4 separate regions of the Mus musculus genome follow, and regions 2, 3 and 4 are each linked to region 1. The links are chromatin contacts, called in public Hi-C maps. All regions are on one chromosome and are shown on one strand. The core of a region is the stretch at or near the end of the contact, and the rest is flanking DNA. Distances in the headings are between cores, read along the strand shown. Region 1 overlaps Lrmda (leucine rich melanocyte differentiation associated). Region 2 overlaps Lrmda (leucine rich melanocyte differentiation associated). Region 3 overlaps Lrmda (leucine rich melanocyte differentiation associated). Region 4 overlaps Lrmda (leucine rich melanocyte differentiation associated).

The links. A called contact is a pair of places that touch in the nucleus more often than the background predicts.
Region 2: a contact with region 1 is called in a Hi-C map of the N1E-115 cell line, with 22 times the contacts expected there. The contact joins two enhancer-like sites. A contact is called at or near these places in 3 of 484 Hi-C or Micro-C datasets (the N1E-115 cell line, nephron progenitors and uterus).
Region 3: a Hi-C map of uterus shows a contact between it and region 1, with 6 times the contacts expected there. The contact joins two enhancer-like sites. A contact is called at or near these places in 2 of 484 Hi-C or Micro-C datasets (both in uterus) and 1 of 115 datasets of contacts at active chromatin or transcription factors (embryonic forebrain).
Region 4: a Hi-C map of uterus shows a contact between it and region 1, with 8 times the contacts expected there. The contact joins two enhancer-like sites. A contact is called at or near these places in 1 of 39 promoter capture datasets (the HPC-7 cell line) and 3 of 484 Hi-C or Micro-C datasets (all in uterus).

Annotation. Positions count from the first base shown.
Region 1 is chr14:22,089,536-22,092,783 of GRCm38.p6, forward strand. All of the region lies in intron 2 of Lrmda (leucine rich melanocyte differentiation associated), which reads left to right. Among named protein-coding and RNA genes, the nearest start is that of Gm41107, 60 kb to the left of the region's middle. Within about 2 kb of position 1,551, at least 35 of the 459 cell types and tissues checked have an H3K27ac peak or open chromatin away from gene starts, as enhancers often do. A contact at or near this core is called in the N1E-115 cell line and uterus, where this site is marked.
Region 2 is chr14:23,051,519-23,054,766 of GRCm38.p6, forward strand. The region is part of intron 6 of Lrmda (leucine rich melanocyte differentiation associated); the gene reads left to right. All of the region lies in intron 2 of Gm10248 (predicted gene 10248), which reads right to left. Among named protein-coding and RNA genes, the nearest start is that of Gm10248, 41 kb to the right of the region's middle. Within about 2 kb of position 1,508, at least 30 of the 459 cell types and tissues checked have an H3K27ac peak or open chromatin away from gene starts, as enhancers often do. A contact at or near this core is called in the N1E-115 cell line, where this site is marked.
Region 3 is chr14:22,905,046-22,908,293 of GRCm38.p6, forward strand. The region is part of intron 6 of Lrmda (leucine rich melanocyte differentiation associated); the gene reads left to right. Among named protein-coding and RNA genes, the nearest start is that of Gm30783, 26 kb to the right of the region's middle. Within about 2 kb of position 1,511, at least 77 of the 459 cell types and tissues checked have an H3K27ac peak or open chromatin away from gene starts, as enhancers often do. A contact at or near this core is called in uterus, where this site is marked.
Region 4 is chr14:22,755,906-22,759,153 of GRCm38.p6, forward strand. All of the region lies in intron 5 of Lrmda (leucine rich melanocyte differentiation associated), which reads left to right. All of the region lies in intron 1 of Gm30926 (a long non-coding RNA gene), which reads right to left. Among named protein-coding and RNA genes, the nearest start is that of Gm30926, 44 kb to the right of the region's middle. Within about 2 kb of position 1,661, at least 4 of the 459 cell types and tissues checked have an H3K27ac peak or open chromatin away from gene starts, as enhancers often do. A contact at or near this core is called in uterus, where this site is marked.

The sequences.
Region 1 (3,248 bases), core at 301-2,800:
GCACTAACCCTGGTGACATCTGATGCACAGGGAATGTCCCTCCCGTGGGGGAAATGACATACTATTAGTCTTTCCTCCATACACTAGCCAACATAACAGGATGACACTGTTCGGAGGTACTTGGCTGGTTGGAATTTTGACAAGATGGCAGCCTAGCCTGTTTTGGGGAGTCCTTACTACTCAGGGATACCCCGCTGATGGCAGGCACTCGTAATGGGGTGACTGCAAGCCATCTGTGATCATGCAGTATTTGTCCTGTCAACCGCAGAGGTTTTTCTAAATAATGTGTTCACTGAGCCCCTGAGGTGCCAATGAGGCCTACAGGAAGGGAGCAAGAGAAGAGGCCTCTGTGAAAAACCCAGTGAGGTTTTTCACTTAAGGGGTCATGCTGAAGTCACCCAGAGGGGACCCCACTTGGGTAAATAATCAAGGGGGTGAAAGGTTGAGAAATGTGGAATGCGTTTCCTACTGGCTGGGATGTTTCTGGGCCAGCTTCTAGCCATTGCTTCTCTGCGCCCCACCCCACCGTTCTTAATGACTTATTTGTACTGGAAAGCAAGCTATTAATCACAAACAGAATAGCTCTGCAACTTCCAAACACACAGAGAGCAGTTCTAGGGACTGTGGAAAAGCCAAACCCTTGGCAGAGAGTTTTGAAAACGCCCTCCTTTTATATGTATTTGAGAAATGCCACCATTTCTCCTCAGGCCCTGAAGGTTCCCTTTAATTAGCAGTGAAGTTCCCATTTCGCCTTTCTTCCCGAGGCATCCATAAAGCAGCAGCCTAGTAAAAGGCAGGTACACAGCTCTCAATTGAGCCCTATTGATGTGCTAGTATAGTTTTAATTGTGTTGAGATTTCCTTGCCAAAGTGACACATGCAGAGGCATTTTCAAAAACGTATAAGGTTCGTAACTCTTTCCCTGTCTCCAGCTCTTGAATTATGAATGTGTCTTCGGCTGCCTAGTCGGTTCTTCCGAATCTGTAAAATTATTTTAATAACCTGTGTGGGGGTAATGTTAATCTGTTTGCATAGTAGTGTGAATTTATTAGCATTCCTACCCCACTTCAGGGAGCTAGCTTGGCCCTTTTGATGCAAGCCCTGGATTGCAAGATGAGGAAAATTATGGTATTTGCCTCTCTCTCTCTCTCTCTCTCTCTCTCTCTCTCTCTCTCTCGTATTTCCTTTCCTCTCCCTTCCTTCTCCGTTTCACCAATAGCAATAATTCTATTCCACAGAGTGTGTGATAAATCAGCCGAGAAGGACTGAGATTTACCATAACAAGACATGACCTATCAGCCTGTCAGGTCTGAGTTGACTCGGAGCCTTTTGGGCTGTGTATTTCTTCAAAGTCCAGGGCCAGTTTCTTCGTCAGTTGCTCTAACTAATTTCAGAGCAGAGGGGAAACTTGACTGGAGTGCTGTTTGCGATCTGCTTTTTAATCCTGGTCTGTTTAATGTTTGCTTTTGACAGTCTGGGCCAGACATCATTTTAATGGTATGTGTGGTGATAAAGCCAATAAACTGTCAAGATGATTGATAATCTAAGCATTATAGCAATACGACTTTCCTGTTCTCCTCTGTGCTTTAGATGATGGCTTCCAAATTGAATTCCTACAGAGTGTGTTGTGTGTGCCTGGTGCAGACTTCCTAGAAGCCTTTGAGGGAGGTAGCTGTGCTCAACAGCAGACTTTTAGCCCTCAATTACCCACACAGATAGATTTGCATATTTGTCCGTACCCTCTAATTTGGGAAACATCAAGAATTTATGGCTCTGCCCTCCTAACAGTCCCCCAGCAATTTATAGGCACCAGTGCAACTTTTTATTATGTCTTTATGGTGTTTTTTCACCTGGCACGCATCTTGGATTCCATGTGGTTGACTCTGTTATCTGTGGTTGAAAGACATCACAGATAACGAAGTCCACCATATTAGAGACAGGCTTCTGGGCTACTCCCTGCGCTCTTTGTTTCTTTCCATCCCCCCCCCTTTGATTTAGCAGACATTTTTAAGCATCTGGACTTCATCTCATTAATCAGACATGACCAGGTGTTTGAGAGTGGTGACAGTGGGAGTGCTTAACCACTCTTTGTTGGCCCTTGCGGGCCACCATTGCTAGGCTGATATCTCCTCTGTTACTTGGGAACAGAAACTCACAAGGCCAGAGATGTTGTAACATACTTACACAATTTTTATCAGGAGAGCATAAGCAAATATCATACTTAACACTCTTTTTGTTTGTTTGTTTGTTTGTTTTTTGAGACAGGATTTCACTGTGTGGTCTTGGATGCCTGGAGCTTGCTCTGTAAACCAGGCTGGCCTTGAACTCACAGAGATCCATTTGCTTCTGCCTCCAGAGTGCTGGGACTAAAGGTGTGTGCCACCACTGGCCAGCTTTAACACACTTATTTTGACTTAAGATGTACTTTTGTGCCCACATAGCTGTGTTACTTTTATTTAGTGTCTACTGATTAGACTGTGTCTAGGAAGAACACTAGGCTTTTAGGCTGGTTCTCTGGGATGTTAGTAGCCCAATCCGCATCTCTGACATCTGCTGACATGGGGAATTTTGTGCATTTCTTTCAGGTCTTTTGTGCTCTGCAGATGGTAGCAAGTCATAGAGAGGTGGCAGGTCTTGACTGCTGGCAGATTTGGGGTTAATCATGCCCACTCAAAGCCAACCATCCTTTCAACTGCTTTCCTTCTTGTTAGCTAATAGCCATTTTCCTTTTGACCAGGGGACACTGAATAAGTCATTTCAGTTTTCTGGCCTCAGTTTTCTCATCTCAGTGAAGGAACTGAATTTTCTAGCCTTTAACACACACAAGCACACACACACACACATGCACATGTGTACATGGTTGTTTTTGAGTGGGTAACTTGCCCTCTTGTGGAGGTCAGTGGTGGATGTCAGATGTCTTCCTGTGTAGCTTTTGGTGAGAGCCCGAGGCTTGTTGTTTTGGCTAGGCTGCCTGGTAGGAAGCCCTCAGGATTCGCTCCCCTCACCCCTTGCCTGCACCACTCCACACTCATGCTCTGTAAAGCAAAGCTTTCACGTGGATGCTGGGTCTTGAACCCAGACCTTTTGCTTTTTACCTTTTCCTTACCCCCGGAGTCATCTCCCCAGCCCCTTAACTCTTAACCCTGCTTCATCACCTGGAGTTTATAGGGCCCATAACCCATCCTGAGGCCAGTCTGTTAGAAGCATAGGGGAGCTGGCCACAGGCTCCCCAACTGTGTGACTCTGGAG
Region 2 (3,248 bases), core at 258-2,757, 960 kb after region 1:
TTGTGTTTTAATTAAAAACACTCTGCATGCCACTAAATATGTTGCCTCCCTCCGTTTCTGCAACCATAGAGTCTGAGGAGATACAAACAGAATCTGTTGCAGATGTGTCAGAGGCTATGGCCTACTGACTCACCACCACATCCCAAATTCCAGCCTCAGAGAACCTCCCTGGGAAAATCAAAGTGCAAACAAATGGCTGCTACTGCAGCGTTTCACAGCCTCGGACATTCGGGCAGTTATTCTAGTTGAGGAAGACAGAAATGGGGACAGGAGCTACTCATACGATCAAAACTGACTTCATAAATGACTTCCTTAATAAATAAAAGTCCTCTGGCCACACATGGGTATGTACCCTTCTTAATGTCTTGGTTTTTTTGTTTGTTTGTTTTGTGTTTTTAAGCTACAAAAGTCAAATATTTTGAGTCGTAACCTCCCTACTGTGGGCTCCCACAAAGAATGTGTGAGGGGCAAGGCTAGCTTAATTTAATCATCTGGATGTCTCTAGCCTGAGCACCCTCATCCACAGACTAGCAAGAGCCAGCTAGGTTTTATTTGGGGTTGCCAGGCCACCCCTAATATGGAGACGAAGTGTGGAGTAGAGACTGAAGAAAAGGCCATCCAGAGACTGCCCATCTGGGGATCCATTCCATATACAGTCACCAAACCTAGTCACTATTGTGGATGCCAAGAAGTGCTTTCTGAAAGGAGCCTGATAGAGCTGTCTCCTGAGAGGCTCTGCCAGATCCTGACAAGTACAGAGGTAGATGCTCACAGCCAACCATTGGACTGAGCATGGGGTCCCCAATGGAGGAGTTAGAGAAAGAACTGAAGGAGCTGAAGGGATTTGCAACCCCACAGAAAGAACAATATCAACCAACCAGACACCCCAGAGCTCCCAGGATCTAAACCACCAACCAAAGAGTATACATGGAGGAACCCATAGCTCCAGTTGCATATGTAGCTGAGGATGACCTTGTCAACCATCAATGGGAAGAGAGACCCTTGGTCCTGTGAAGGTTCAATGCCTGAGTGTAGGGGAATGCAAGGACAGGCAGGTAGGAGTGGGTGGGTGGGTGGGATAGGATAGGTGGTTTCTGAGGGGGTGGGGACCAGGAAAGGGGATACCATTTGAAATGTAAATAAAGAAAATATTCAATTGTAAAAAAAGGGAAAAAAAGAGTTTAATGACACATTAGCCCTCTGATCACCTTAAGTCACCCAGCTATCAAAGGAGAAGTGTCATCCCTTGGGCAACCCAGGGTGAGATTGATTTAGGTTATCTGTAGGCCCTGATCGCACAGCTCCTACAGACCAAGGCTGCCAGGAGCTTCACGGGCATGGCAAGTTTTGGAATGATGTATAGAAGAAACATGCTGGTACTTCAGGAACAGAAGAAAAAAACTTGCATGTTAGGAAGTGATGTCAGCCTGCGTTAGAGTCCCAGACAGTGCTCGAGTGTCCTTGGCATAATATGGCGCTGGTATCTCTGTCAGCATCTCTGTTTTCTGTCACCATGCACAATCCTGGGCCTGTCTCCAGTCCTGACAGTGTCTTTTCAGATCAGGTTAGTGCCAGCCCAGAGACCAAGTCAGCTTCCCAGCACACAGCCCCTTTGTTTGAAGTCTGCCCTTTTGTCATTAATGCACTCAATGTCTATTTAAATCTGACAGTGAGTGCAGTATCTGTTTTCCCATCAAGAGATCATTGACAATATTAATAACTCACGTCCTTGCCTCATTTTCCAAGCGCTGACACCTAGCCGCGGTCTCCTGCATTCATCAAACAGCCCTTTCTCGCCAGGATGTCTATAAACAGACTTGCTTCCAGGCCCAAAGAAATAGGGCAGGCCTTAAAAAGGACTTTTATCAGTGCCAACCAGAGATGTGTGAGCATGGCTCAGAGTGCAGCCCGGGCCCATGTTCCAGGAACACTGCTTTCCATCTGTTTGCATCTAGAATGGAAATTCAGCATGGAAAGGGATAGAAAGAAAAGACAGAGAGTGCCCAGATGTGTGGACAAGTTTATGGAAAGAAGTGCAACCACGGCAGACAATGGTGTGTGTACACATGACTGCCTGTCAAGAGTTTGCTTGGGAGAAGGACTGACTGTTCTTTATGATATCTGACAAACCCTATCCCTGTCTTTTTAAAAATGCATGCTGTCTTGGTACTATAGAAAAAAAATTAACATCCTTTGTACGGTCCCTCCAGATCTTTTGAGGGTTTGCTCAAATCAGCCAGGTTCAAGACAGTCTTTTGTGGGGTTTCCCATGCATCTGAGACATATGCAGCCAAGCCAGTAAGGGAGGTAGAATGTGACCAGCCCAGCCCTTAGACCACCAGGGTTCTGGCATTGATGAGGCTGTTAGCACAACTCTAGGCACTATAAAATACAGTAAAGGGAGCAGCTTTGTGCTAATAGCTGAGAGAATGGGTCACAAGGAAGGTCTGAGTAAGGTTTCACACAAGCTCAATATTTCCAGGCACTAGACCAATACCAAAAACCAGAAACGGGGGCCTAGGGACGTGGAGGGGCAGGAAAGCCAAGTCAAGTAGCAAGAGTAACCCACAATAAAGCTGTCTATGGCAACACAGCAAGAGAAAGAGCCAGGTCCCAAATGCTGTCATCTTGTCCCTCTTCCAACTCAGAGAGCTCCTGGGACCCGGATAACCTTCAAGTTTGCCTCTGACTATCCAAAGCAGGGCAGATCTACACTACCCCTAGAAGTTTCTATACACTATTTTAATCCTTATTTAAGAACAAAGTTTAGGGAGCGTAGAGGCAGATTGTGCAAGCATGAGGGCCTGAGTTTGATTCCCAGTGCCCTAGATGTGTACATCTGTATTTTCAAAGATGGGGCTGGGCAGGAGGAGCCTGGGGGCTTGGTAGCCAGCCAGTTTAGCATACTCCATGTACTCCAGGCCAATAAGAAACAATTATAAGAAAAGGAAGACAGTTAACTGATATCAACCTGTGGCCTCCATAGACACATACATGTACACACACCCAATACACATGCACCCAGACCCATCCCCCAACATACACATAACTAATACACATGCGCACACGCACTTGTGCGTGCACGCACACACACACACACACACACACACACACACAAAGTGTAAAAGTTTGTAATACTAACATGTCATGTGGAGAACATGGCTGATCCCAGATCAATAAAGAATGGTGAGTGTTGCCATCACACTGCCAAACTGACAAAATAAATAATCATGTGCAAAAGGGGTGAT
Region 3 (3,248 bases), core at 261-2,760, 820 kb after region 1:
GCTCACAGTCATCTATTGGATGGAACACAGGGCCCCCAATGAAGGAGCTAGAGAAAGTACCCAAGAAGCTGAAGGGGCCTGTAACCCTATAGGAGAAACAACAATATGAACTAACAAGTACCCCCCAGACTTGTGTCTCTAGTTGCATATGTAGCAAAGGATGGCCTAGTAGGCCATCAATGGGATGAAAGGCCCTTCGAAAGGTCTTTCAAAGATTATATGCCCCAGTACAGGGGAATGCCAGACTAGGAAGCAGGAGTGGGTGGGTTGGGGAACAGGGTGGGGAGAGGGTATAGGGGACTTTCGGGATAGCATTTGAAATGCAAATGAAGAAAATATCTAATAAAGAAAAAGAAAAAGTAATAATATCAATGTTAAGTACACAACCTGTGAGTACTGCACACTTAATCTTCCTGCTTCTCTGGGACGTTTAGGCTCAAGGTGTCTTCTTGCTTTAAAGAGCAGATGAGAAAAGAGAAACATCCCCAATGAGTCGAGCCAAAACCCACAAGCAAAGCATGGTGAAGTCGGGGAGCAGGAGGAATGTCTCTTATTTTCCTGCAGGGCCTCTTGGTAGCCACATTGTTAATTGCAGGAAGAGATTTGAAAAGTGACCTGGCCAGAGGGTCTGTGAGCATCAGAAGTGACAAGTCACATAGTTGAGGGGAGTAAAGAGCCAGGGAAGAAGGGAGAGTGAATGGGTGCCATTATTCCATGTCATTGTAACTATAGGTGCACATGCTCTTACCTGGCACATTTCTCTTTGTCCCCACTGAACCCAAAGAATCGTCAACTACCATAATCTCCAGAGCCTGGAAGGGATTCGGGGAAAAAGCCAAAGAAATGATTAAAGAGCTGAAGAAGCCACAGATTCAGTGGGTGTCTCCTCTCTGCACCATGAGCACTGCCTTGTAGGACAGTCAAACAACTAGATAAGTGTTGTTTTGCCCAAGGCAGACAAAAAGGTATGGGAAACATGTCTCCACTCTAGTTGCCAACAGCCAATAAATTTTTGTGTCTTTTTCCTTCCAAGTGGACTGTCAGTAAATATATTTTTTTAAAGTTTTATTGAACAGGGTGACCTCAAATTTATTTGTACTTTTTTTTCAATGAGACTCTGAGCAATTGCAGACTCTCGTCGCTGCAGGCTCCGGTGAGCTTCAAAACAGCCTGTGTTCCTTTCCCAACTCAGTTCTACCCAGGGAAACAGCTACTCTTCTTTGTTGCCAACTTTGTCTGGAGACTAACAGGGTGAGATTGAAAACCCCCTCATCGGACACATGTCACCTCTCATGCCTGTTTCTGGCTTCCTTTGGGTGTGTGAGCAGACTCATTTTATTAAACCATTTTTCAGGGGACAGATGGGAAATCTGTCTTTCCCATTAGTCACCAGAAAGTGACCCCAGCAGCTGTGGAGAGAATTGGTCAAGCTGTTGTAACCAACTAGGCCAGAGTGGGAAAAGACACCAAGCCTTGTCACAAGGTCCCAGGCATTCCCAGGAGCCCTAGAACGGCTGAAGCCTTGTCATTAGCTAAACCTTGCTTGGCTGAGATCCTTCTCCACAGCCAAGGGTGAGGCACTGTGTGTCTAAGCAAGGAAGTGGGACAAAGACTGCTTACCATTTGGCATCCATGTTTAATTAGTTTCTTAATGTTATGGGGGGAAAACATGAAATAAATAAGGACAACTGACCACTCTATAATTTGTTTCTGAAGCTTGGCGAGACATAAAAGTCTACCTTCCAAAACCACACAGCATAATTTATTTTATGAGTCCCCCTCGGCACCAGGTCCAGGCTAACCTTGAGTTGAGAGGCTATGCCTTCTCTCCCTGGTGCTGGTGGTCACAGTGTGTCCTTTCTTGGCAGTGGCTCTGGGCCCAGCAAAACAGACCCGTGAAAGGCAAGTGGATTAATCATTCTGAAGGCATGCTCCACTCCAGCTATTCCTCTGCAGGATGCCTGAGAACCAGCAAGCGGCCACTGTAGCAATTCACAAGGGGACAGAAAGAGATGTCTGAAGACTCTCACACAAAAAGCAGGGGTAGAGATGGAAAGCTTTTATAGGATACTCACTGGAGTTTTCATTAAACTGAAAAGTATATACCAGAAAAGCAAAACAAAACAAAACAAAACAAAAAAATAGATCACCATTCCTGCAGCAGAAACTGTGACAAGACCAACCTTTTTATTACAATCAGGCTTTCTCTAAATATATTATGCCCCGCAGGTCAAAATGATTTACTTCTCTATTTGAGGACATCTGAATTCTATTCTGCTGTTGCCAGTATGTTCTCAGCTGTGCCAAAACTGAGCAGGTCTGTGGTTCCTTTGTAACATCAAAACGGAGGCATTTATCATAGAGATTTATCGTGGGACAGCCTGCCAGATGGTTTGGGTATTTTAAAGGTGAACTGCTCAGGCCTTGATTAGCTCACGCAGACTTCTAGTTAAGACAACTCTATCAGCAGCCCAGTAGAGAGATGCCTTCCTCCACCTCCCCTACCCACCCTCCCCCTGTTCTCAAAAGGCAGAAAATATTAATGTAATGGCAGATGTGGCATAGATTGTCATTTCAGAAAGAGAACCAAGCCATAACCAATCCCACTGATTGCATTCTAATTATAACATGACCCCCTGTTGCTTTGCATAGAGGCAGCATTCATTTTGGGGATCCCACTGTAAAACTTGCAGAGTCAACGACCCTCAAAGGGGCAATTGTAAGATTTAAGCTTAGGTTTTCTTTTTTCTTTTCTCTTCTCTACTTTTCTCCCTCCCTCCCTCCCTCCCTCCCTCCCTCCCTCCCTCCCTCCCTCCCTCCCTCCCCCCTCCTTCTTCTTCTTCTTCCTCTCTCTCTCTCTCTCTCTCTCTCTCTCTCTCTCTCTCTCTCTTTCTTTCTTTCTTTCTTTCTTTCTTTCTTTCTGTCCCTGCCAGGCCTCTGCTGATTGGGCCAGCAAGAATGCATTTGATTATATAGACTGAATTTATTGGGAACAGAACCTTTGTGCTTTGAAATGCCTCTCATTCAAATTACATTCAGACATTCAATCAACATTGATTGTGATATGGACTGGCAATGGGGAATGCCTTGGGTTTTCAGTCTAGCAGAGCTACACTGGATAACTGAAGTTGGGGGAAGGGCAAGCAGTGTTTCCATGACCTTAGGTTTGAATTTCCCATCAGAGGAGGGCTTCTCTGGGGAGCCCAAGGGGGTTCCATTCCCAGCCAATCAGTGTCCCACGATCATGC
Region 4 (3,248 bases), core at 411-2,910, 670 kb after region 1:
CAGACAGTTCGTCTTCCAAGTGTGATGGCAGTCACACTGAGTCTTTGCTCACTTGCTCTGGGATGCATTTTTGGGCCCTCTCCTGCATGATTCTGTGTGTCGCAGAAGGTGCCCTCATTGGTTAGAATCCTCTGCCAACTAGAATCTAGTTACAGTTCACTAGTTCACAGAATGGGAATGAGAAGTTACTTGTAAGAAGGGAGAAAGAAGCAGAGATTCTTTACCATGTCTCCCTGCATCCAAGAACAGTGGCTATGCCTCTTCTGTGGCCATGTCTCTCCTCAGAAGCCTCTCCACAGGTCTGTCCTTCATGGTGAACCATGACTCTCGACTCTTTTGATGCTGTCTCTTTCCTTAGCTCATTGAGTATAATGGTAGAAGTTACTTTTCAGATCTAACGTTCACCTTACAGTGAACCAACATTGGCCTTTACTAAGAAGCCCAAGCACAAGGTTGCTATTACATGCAGAAGAATCAGGTTTTCTCGGATCATGGCAAAGAACACATGAGGACAGATCCTTAGGAAACCATTTTGTTTTGTTTTGTTTTGTTTTGTTTTGTTTTGTTTTGTTTTGTTTTAAACCAGGCCCAGAGAGTTTCTGGAATGGATTTGCCCAGTAGTTTAGGGCAATGGTTCTCCACTAGGGAAATCCTTTGACATCCTTGATGTCTATTTAATGATCTCTGAAGATGTCTGTGTTATAGATATTTGTGTGTTCCTGTGTATGCATGTGCAGTCAGGTGCATGCGTGAATGCATATGTGCAGGCCAGAGGTCTGCATTGTCATCTTCTTTGACATCCACCTTTTTTTTTTTCCCCCCAAGACAGAGTCTTTCACTGAACCTGCTACTCACTCATTCCACTGATAGTGGAACAAACATTTTCAGGGATCCCCTATTTTGGGTCACATGACAAAAATAACAGATGTGCCAGCATGCTCAGCTTTAATGTGCATGCTATGCTGTAGCTCAGGTCTACATGCCTCAGTGCCAGGCATGGTACTTGCTGAACTCTCTTCCCAGTCCCTTGAAGACATTGAAAAGTGCATTCTTTTGGAGCAGATGTGTGCTTACCTCATACACAAGGCTTTAGCTAAGGATCTGTGATCTCTCAGAAGGCTCTCAGAAGAGTTCTCAGAAGGAAGGAATTATGAAGTGCAAAGTATTAAAAATGGAGGCTGAGATGCCTTGATCTACAAAATCAGTTTGAGTTCTCCGCCATAGCTAGGTAACACTTTGCCCCACCCCAGGCTTCTTTCTCAAGATCAAGTCCCCTTTTTAGAGTACTCAAATGTTCTCTTTATGCCCTAAAAGATGTCCCTTCAAGTTTGGGCAGCAATTAATTTCTGATTTTGTACTTTGTAACCCAGTTTCTTAGGTTCAGATTGGCAAGAAGTAGCTTGACACTGGAGGAAGAACCTGGGGCAAGAAGGTAAGGTCAGATCGACCTCAAGAGAGCTGGATTTTCAGAAATGATAGGCTAGCTTTAGCTTTTTTCTATGCACCCTAAAGAAGTTCATGGCATCTCCACTGATTAAGAACTGTGTTTCTAAAGTTCTCTGGCAAAAGGACATCTCTGCTCCAGCTAATGCTGATGGTGCTGCACTGCAATACTATTATCCTTGGCTTGAGAACAGAGCGAGCATGTGTGGATGGGCCTGCGATGTTTTATAGGACACTGGCTATAACTTTTTAATGTCATACCACCCACCCACAGCAACCCCATCCCCTGGAGCACTAAATGCCTTTCTTATCACCAATATTTGATGAGAAAATGCTGTTGGGTGTCTTCCTCCAAGTAGACGGGAAATCTAACCATGTTCCTTGCAGCCTAGTGCTCTGTCCACAAGATCTGATTTGTTTTTCTCACCCTAAATTTATAGACAGTTCCAAGGAAGCATATCCTGTTTGCTGTCTGGAGCAGCAGGAGAGTGAGGGAGAGAGTGATTTAGGGAGTTTGTTTTTCTCAAGACTTCCTTGAGCTGCTTTATGGCTTTACAAAAACCGCTGATCTATTCCTCCCTAATTTTATGAGCAAATTGTTCTTTCTTTTCTGATTTTTTTTCCCCCACTGAGTTTTCTTGGCCGACCCAGGCACCAATTATCAGAACTCCCCGGGCATAGTTGGATCCTCCCTAACATGTGTATAGCTGTAAACATATTGACCCCAGAAAATGAGGCTCTAGCTGTAGGCTCAGGCGAAGTCCTGACTTAACAATACGACTTCAAGTGAGAATGCCAACGTGGAATCATTTTTTTTCCCTGGTGACCAACAAGTATCTGTGATGGTTTAACAGTAGTGCAGAGCACCCCTGGAGCCCGTGTCCCCAAAACCTGGCTTAGTAGGGTGGTGGCACTGAGCCAAAGCTTCATTCATTTACAGCTTTCTTTATGGACAAGTGCTAAGAAGGAAGCCATCAGCCAAGAGAAAGTTGTCTGTCACATTCATGAGGAGATGGATAATTATGAATAATTAGAGACAAAGATCCAGTTACAGAAAGGTGTGAGAGGCAGTGCAGAATGTTCCTCCTTTAAAGATGTTTGCCTGGGTTGGACCATTTGCCTGGGTTGGACCATTTCATTACCTTTACTAGGTGACAGTGCAGCCTTTTAGATAAGATCAGCCAAAATGCTGTTGAGAGTGAGTCCTGGCTCATTTAAACCCCTCTTGCTTTTAGGGTCAATCATATATTTCCCTTGCAATCCAGTTGTGTCTGGTTTTTCTAACAAGGGATCTCTTCCTGAGCCATCCTTGTTTAGCTTCCTATAGTAAGATACTCTGACTCCTGGATGTTCCAACAGCTCAGCAGGATAAAAACAAATTTGAGGGAAAAAAAACCAAACCATCACCTAGACACTTTTTATGTGTGCAGCTGTTGATCAAGGCTTTGGTTATTTAAGCTGGTGACATTGACTCTGTGGGCGCAATGACTTACAGAGGTCACCACACTGCAAGTTCACAATAAATGCTGGTAAATTAAATATATTAGAGTATCTATGTACTTCACACTTTTATTTTTAAGCAATGGGGTTTATGGCACAACATAGGCACAGTGGATTTCAAGACTGACCTTAAAGAAAAATACTGACAGAACTTTGGAGAGCCACACTATAGTAGAAAAGGAGTGTGTGTGTGTGTGTGTGTGTGTGTGTGTGTGTGTGTGTGTGTGTGTGTGTGTTGGGGGTGGTCCATTCCTCACTCTGAGAAGGTTTCAAAGCTTTTCTTTGGAAGGTTTAAATTTAAGCTT